Linked DNA regions of Urocitellus parryii: region 1 is linked to region 2. Evidence: chromatin contacts called from public Hi-C data. All regions are on one chromosome and are shown on one strand. Each heading gives the region's core, a stretch centred on a gene start, on an enhancer-like site or on the middle of the called end of the contact. The rest is flanking DNA. Distances are from core to core; before and after follow the strand shown. Region 1 holds the start of Map4k5 (mitogen-activated protein kinase kinase kinase kinase 5). Region 2 holds the start of L2hgdh (L-2-hydroxyglutarate dehydrogenase).

Region 1 (3,554 bases), core at 955-3,454, 180 kb before region 2:
ATGAAATTGAATTTTTCTACCAACCATCCCACATCATTGATCTTGTTAAAATTAACTCAGTCAGTATTAAAAAAAATCTTTAAAATTCTTTTGGAGTTAGATTAAGCAAATGTTTTCCTCTTTGCATCATTTGTGGTACAAGTAAAAATGATGATTATAGCAGACAAATTTTTAAACCACCGCATAGAATCTTGGCTTTTTCCATGCTATCTGCTTCTGGGTTGATAGATAAAGCATATGGATCTGCAATTACTGGCAACATAAAATATCTGCACTCCAGAGTCTTATTGAAGCCTATGACCTCAAACTTTTTATTGACTAATTCATTTTAAATATTGTGTATCAAGAATAACATGCTTAAAGGAATGTCAGAAGAATATTTATTCTTGTCTCAAACCAGGCATTCAGAACTTCCACTTTATGAAGGCTCATGAGATAAATCTTTCTGAAGTCTTAGCATCAGGAAAAGTTGTGCCTCTCCATCAATTGGTTCATCTTAATCTCAAAAACATCATAAAACTCCCTCCTTTGGTCCATATGTTGCATTGTTCTGGTTTCCCATTTTCCCCTCTTTAACTCTTGCCAGTTTCCCCGCTTACCTATTTTTATACAAGATAAAAATAAGTATATAATTTCTGTATGCTGTTTGAAATTCTCTGTGGAATAATGCAGTTATAAATAAAAATAAATACAGTTCAGACTGGAGAAAGGATCAATCCAATAGGGCTGTGTGTGTGCCTGCACAGCAATGGGCTGGGAACCCAAAATGAATCTAGGACAGTAAATAAGTACTAAGTTACCAACAGAACATGTGAAGAGGTTTTCAGTCATTGAAGCCAAAAGTATGTGCCCACCAAAACAAGTGCCAAGAATCTTTGAAAGAAGGAACTGTTCTTCAACAATTTTTTCAAATGCAGCAAACACATAGGCTTTGTCCATGGAGCATGTAAGTCTAGGCTTACTTATATTCACTAAATAAGTGCCCTTTATGCATGAGGCACAAGAAAATACATATATTCCCTGTTCTGTTAAGGTGTGAATTTAATTTCTACATTATACAATTGATTATATTGTCAACAATAAGGAGTATAATTCCCAAGAACAGAATTGAATTGTACGTTCAAAGTGCCATGTCATCATCTGCAAATTTTTCTTTGGGGATTTTTCAGTCAGTAAATGCAGTGGCTGAATGTTATCTGGTTTTTCTATTGAAAATCTCTGTTGGGCTCCAGAAATAACATTACCAGTATGAAGGCGGTAACTTTATTTCTACCTTCAGAACGAGATTGGAACTGAAACTGCAAAACAATTTGTGAAATATCAGCCAAATTACTCCCCTCAACTCCTGTTCAGTACTCTGTGCATTGTAAAGTATTTTAAAACCTCTTATAATTGATTAACCCTCTTTACAATCCTATAAAACCCTTGATAACTCTTTCTTGGGTGTCAGGTGCAAAATCTTACCCGCTTCAAGCTAAGATAAGGATGTTGAGATGTTGCCAGATACAATGTCTTGTCCCAGATCACTTACTGAGGAAGTGGCAGAGCCAGCAGTTTGTTTTAGCCCTTACAGAACTTCTGATATCATTAAAAATGCAATACTGTCATTGTGCCCAACAAGGACATAGTCCTTTGAAACTTCCTAGAAACTGGGACTTTCAGAAATGTCTCAGAAAAAAAAAAAAAAAAACCTTCAGTAAAGGACAGGTTGTGTAGGTGAGCAGTGCAGCCTCAAACTGGTACCACTAGGAATGGTTTGCAAAACCGGAAGGTGCAGTAGGGTGTGCCGCGGCTGAGTTAACCAGGCACTTCCCCACCTCCTTCCCCACCGCCCCACAGCCTGGTTACTTCTGGCCCAGTGTCCTCAACGTACCTTTTATTGAAGTGCGTTTCCATCGCCCTCGTGCCCACCCTTCTCCCTCGGCCCGTCACCGTCCAAGTTTACCTGACGAATCTGGGGACGGTTCGGTGATTTCCCGGGAGGTGTCCCTAATCTCTGAGAGCAGGAGAGAAAATCCAGGCTCCGAAAAGACGTGCTGGGCTGGGGGGCGCGGCGGCGCGGTCGAGGGTGTCGTGCCTTCTACAGGCCTCAGGGCGGCACTCTGGTCCCGCGGCCAGCGCGCTCGGGCGGGCCGCTGGGCGCCGACCCACGCTGGCCTGGAACGTGTCTCTCGGTGACGCAGCCCCGGGTGGGGAACGTGGTGCGGCGGCGGCGGCGGCGGCAGTACGCGCCTCCTCGGTCTTGGAGAGGACGCGCGCTGCAACGGGCGGGTGGCCGCAGCAGCGCGAGACCCGGAGCGGCAGGCCGGCGCCGGGACAAGGACGCGGGCGCCGTCGAGGAAGTAGGGCCCGGACGCGGTGTTCAACAAAGAGCCCCTCTCAGGTACCGAGCCGGCCCGGGGCCCGCGGACGGCAGGCCGGGCCGGGCAGCGGCGGGCGGCCGGGGAGGGGGAAGGGCCGCGGCGCGAATGGGGCTACGAGGCGACCGGATCCATCCCGGGCCGCTAGTCCTAGGCTCCCGCGGGACCGAAGGGAAGGCGCTGGGCCGCTCCGGGTCGGAGCCGCGATGCCCACCCGCCTTTGCTCGTCCCTTGTGCAGGCGGAGCTGCGGGCTGAGGCTCCATGTTGGGAAGCGGCGCCGCTCGTCCTCGTTAGCGGGAATCGGGGCGCCTCAGGCAGAGCCGGCGGGGGCCGGGCCCTGAGCGAAGATGGAGGCCCCACTGCGGCCTGCCGCGGACATCCTGAGGCGGAACCCGCAGCAGGACTACGAGCTCGTCCAGAGGGTCGGCAGCGGCACCTATGGGGACGTTTACAAGGTGAGGCCGGGCTGTCGCCCGGGTCCGGGAATAGGGACGCCTCTGGCCAAGTATGGGGAGCCGGGAGGATGCTTTTATTGTTGCATCTTGGGGAGGAAGCGACCCGGGTTCCTTTTACTCTGTTCAGAGCACCCTCAGTTCATGGCTCAGGACTGTTGCTACCAACAGACAGAACTAACCACACTTGAAACCACGATGTACTTTTTTGTGGTTTTAAAGCGTAGTTATGGTAGTGAAGACTGTTCCAGCGTTAGCATGGACAATCTTTCATGGAAAGTGGTGAGACAGGAAAGAATATTGACGTTAAAATGTCTGCATTAAAGAAAAAAAAACAATAGAACTTGTTTTAATGAATGAGCTTGGCTTTAAAAAAAAAAAAAGCCATATGAAACCCTGTCTCTAGATTGTAACTGTAAGCAGTCTTATATTGAATAAAAAATGACGTGTGTTACAAACATCATCTCATATAGAAAGATGCTTTTTTTTTGGGTAGAAGTTTTATCATATTATATGATGATTTGAAATATGATATTAACTTACTGGGTTTTTTTCCTACTTTTAGCAGTTCCTCTCTTTGGGATTTACAGCATCTCATAACCATGAATGGATAAGAACTGGTGTCTTTTTATTGTACACTTGTATTTCTTAAGACAATTGGTGAGGGTGAGTTACTCTTAGTTTAGGATAAAAAAAAAATGTAGAGAAGCAAATCAGTTTCTTAAGTCATGTGAGTTTTTG
Region 2 (3,755 bases), core at 1,000-3,499:
AGTTGAACATGAACTCTCAAGAAAGGTAGTGTCAGGAATACAAAAGTTTCTACCCACAAATGTTACAGGGTATATGAATGCAAGACAAGCTCAAATTACTTAACCAAAATAAACTACTATTCAAATTGTGAGGGAGAGCAAGCAGAGAAAATTTTATGAAAGGGCATGTGTGTTCTAGTACTTTCACCCTTGCTAAACTAAGAAGCACAAATTCGAATTCACAATTGAAAAAAAAAACAAAACACTACTATGGGCCCAAATGGCCTATGGGGGGGGGGAATTGGCCCCTGCAAGTACATAATTCTGTAATCAACTATACCCTGTGCAAAATAAAAAAATAACCACCTCCATACACATCTATCAGAATGGCTAAAAGTTAAAAAATAGTGAGAACACATAATGCTGGTGACAATGAAGAGAATTGGATCAAACATAGCTGGTAGGAATATAAAATGGTACAGCCACTTTGGAAAACAGTTTGGCAGTTTCTTACAAAATTAAACGTGATTGCAATGCGACCCAACAATCAGACTCTTGAACACTTATCCTAGAGATATAAAAACAGGTTCACACAAAAAAAGCTGTACAATAAAATTCATAACAGCTTTATTTATGACACTCTAAATCTGGAAACAATTCAGATGTCCTTCAATGAGTGAAAGGTTAATCATATTGTAGTACATTCATATTATGAACTGGTACTCGGTAGTGAAAGGCAATGAACTTTTGATATACCCAATGATGTGGATGAATGTCAAGGGATTACACTAAATGCAAAAGGTCAATCCCCTAAAGTTAACATGCTGTAAAATTACACTTACATATTATTCTTTAAATAACAAAATGTTAGAAGGGAAAAAGAAAAAATTTGAGGGAGGGCTATGAGGGAAAGGTGTAGTTTATACAAAGGCATCTGGAGGGTTCCTTGTAGTGATGGAACTGTGCTGTATCTTGACCTGTTGGTAGATACATGAATCTACACACATGATGATAATTTATAGAAACACACACACACAAATGTAAAACTAGGGAAATCTGAATAAGTTTACCTGGTTGTGTTAGTGTACTATAGTTTTACAAGGTTTATCATTGGGGAAGATGGCCAAAGGTATGCAGGATCTCCATTATTTCCTGAACTGCATGAGACACTACCAATATCTCAAGATATGTTGAATTTTTAAAATAGCCATCTTCTCTTTTCAATTTTGTGCTTCACTGTGCTCAAGATCTGATGAGCCTTCTCTCAAAGAGTCTGCTAAAAGACCCATGTTCACAGAGAAGGGTCTGAGGCAAAGAGGTGAAGTGACTTCCCAGAGGTACCTAATGACTGGAAAACAGCCTTAAGTCTTCCCAGCAATAAAGTTATACTGTTCTATTTTATCAGTTCTCCTGATCCTAAAAATTTAAAAACTGTCACAAAGCAGAGATAATTAAGTATTATACTGGGATGGTAGAAAAAAAATCACATAATTTTACAGTTAGAAGGTCCTTTAGAGATTATATAGCCCATCGCCTTAATTTTACAGATAAGGAAACTGCGATGAAGTGACATGCACAGGTGATTTGCTGTTCCGAGTTCCAGAGAGCATTTTTAAAACTGAGAAAAGGACACAGGTCGGTAAATGATGGCGAGATTAAACTGTCTGGCCATCCAGTACTCAGTGCTCGGTCCAGTATAGTAGGCGCTCGATATTAACAAGACAAATCAATAACTGAATGAATGGCACCGCCAAGAGTCAGGCAAGAAGTCCTGGAGATTGCAGGCTACTGGGCGTGGCCGTGACAAAGAGCCCCCAGGGCTAGGGTCGGGCAGGGAGCGTCCGCCCAGCAAAACCCTCCAGCAGCCCAGGGGCCGGACCGAGCGAAAGGGAAGGGCCCGGGCCGCCCGGATGAGTGTTCACCGTAAACACTCCCAGGCTTTCTCCCCGAGGCCCGATCCGCTTGGCGGTCAAAGTCGAAGACGCGAGATTTGCCCGGCTCGCTTTTCAGTTAGCCAGGTTTGGGAGAAGGGAAAGGGGCGAGCATAACCACTATCCTAGTCCCGCCCCGCGCGGGGCCTAGGTCCTTTACTCACAGCGTCGCAGTGAGGGAGGGAGCGAGCCGGCATCCACGCTTCTACGGCGCGCCGACCTGCCCTTCGCCCTCCGCCGCGCGCGCCCATTGGCAGCCGCCCGCCGCTCCCACGTGTGGTGAAAACGCACGTCTCATTGGTCCCCGCTTGAGGGGCGGGGTTAGAGAGTAGCGGGACCGTGGCACTATTGGGCTAAAGCTGCCACCTCTAGGGGCCGAGCAAGGGGAGTGGGTGTAGGCGATGGTACCGGTGCTGCGTTACCTGGGGGGTGCCTGCGGACGGGCCCGTGGGGGCTTCCCCGGGAGCTTCTCCGGGGTGTGCGGGCCGGCGTCCGGAAGGCCCTGGCCGCTTTGCGGGGGTGTCCGCAGTGCTAGCAGCAGGTGAGTGGCAAATGACCCGCCCCCCGCCGCCTGCGCGGTTGCAGCTTTCAGTGGTGCCTCCTGCTGAATTTATACACCTACTGGTACTTCCTTGTCAGGCGGGGCCTAGGAGAAGGGTGGGATCCTGTAGAGCTGGATCTTAGGAGCTATGGAGCTGCGAGTTTATTCGCTGTGTTTATGGGCCGGAGGAGAGACATTGTTGAGTGGAGGTCAGGAACAGGTCTGGCTTTCCATACACCCTTCCATGTTATGTTCAACTATAGGGGGGTTAATTAACAGTCTGAATTGTGAATAGGATCTTCGTCTCTCCTGTTCGCGATCGTTTTGAGGATAAAAAGATGTAGCACACTGTAAGCAATCAAATATACTGTTTATTAGCTGGTATCCCTGGTGTTGCTTGGATCGGGCTTAAATCGGCCATTTGTCCTTGTGCGAAGCATCCCCGTTGCCTATTAAAAGCCAGTAAAATTCAGTGTCCTGTAATTAGATGTTTAGAGATCACATTTGAAACCACTGACTTTCTGTCCTCTCCTAGAAGGAACAGTTTGTGTGAAGGCTTTAAGGGTGGAAAGCTTTTGGTTATTTTGAGGATTAGAAGGTGGGCAATATTGAGTGTGACTGGAGCGTGGTGGAAGATAGGAAGCATGGAATGACACCTGCTATGTTACAACAGGGATTTAATTTTAACTACACACTGATTTTTATTTAAGAGCCATGGGAAACTATTAAAAAGGTTTAAAATAGGGGAGAGATTAATTGTTGTTTCAATTGTTGACTTTGGTTACTATGTGGTAGTGAATTGGAAAGGGACAGGAGTTAACAGTGTCAATGATTGGTTGTGCCATAAGTAGACCATTCTTTTGGGAAGCCTTTCTTAAGGGAAGAAAAGTACGTTGTTTAGTGAAATTTTTAAAAATATTTTTTATTTTGAAATAATTATAGATCCATAGGAAGATGCAAAAATAGTACAGAGCCTTCACACTTTTACGGCAATGATAACATTTTTACAGAACTGTAGAACAATATCAAAAGTAGAAAATTGATTTGATACTGGCACAATCCACAGACCTTGTACAGGTTTCATTAGTGTTTTACATTCACTCATTTTTGTGTTTGTGTATGTGTATACAATTTATGCACTTTCTATGCAATTTAATCATATGTGTTTATTTGTGTAACAAGTCCCTCAATTAAGATATAGAATTGTTCCATATCCCTTGTTCCATATCCCCTTCATATTCACACCGTACAACTTCACTCTTCCTATCCCTTTGCAACCACTAACCCATACTCCATTACTATAA

Evidence for each region. A called contact is a pair of places that touch in the nucleus more often than the background predicts.
Region 1: a Hi-C map of liver shows a contact between it and region 2, with 7 times the contacts expected there. The contact joins the promoter of Map4k5 here to the promoter of L2hgdh in region 2. A contact is called at or near these places in 2 of 2 Hi-C or Micro-C datasets (liver and muscle).

The regions. Positions count from the first base shown.
Region 1 is chr6:60,691,263-60,694,816 of mUroPar1.hap1, reverse strand. It overlaps Map4k5 (mitogen-activated protein kinase kinase kinase kinase 5), which reads left to right and starts at 2,204. Exons shown (of 33, transcript XM_026391051.2): 1 at 2,204-2,383; 2 at 2,600-2,816. The coding sequence starts at 2,709.
Region 2 is chr6:60,506,798-60,510,552 of mUroPar1.hap1, reverse strand. It overlaps L2hgdh (L-2-hydroxyglutarate dehydrogenase), which reads left to right and starts at 2,249. Exons shown (of 11, transcript XR_013343734.1): 1 at 2,249-2,451. Dmac2l (distal membrane arm assembly component 2 like) reads right to left here and starts at 2,406. Exons shown (of 5, transcript XM_026391031.2): 1 at 2,333-2,406.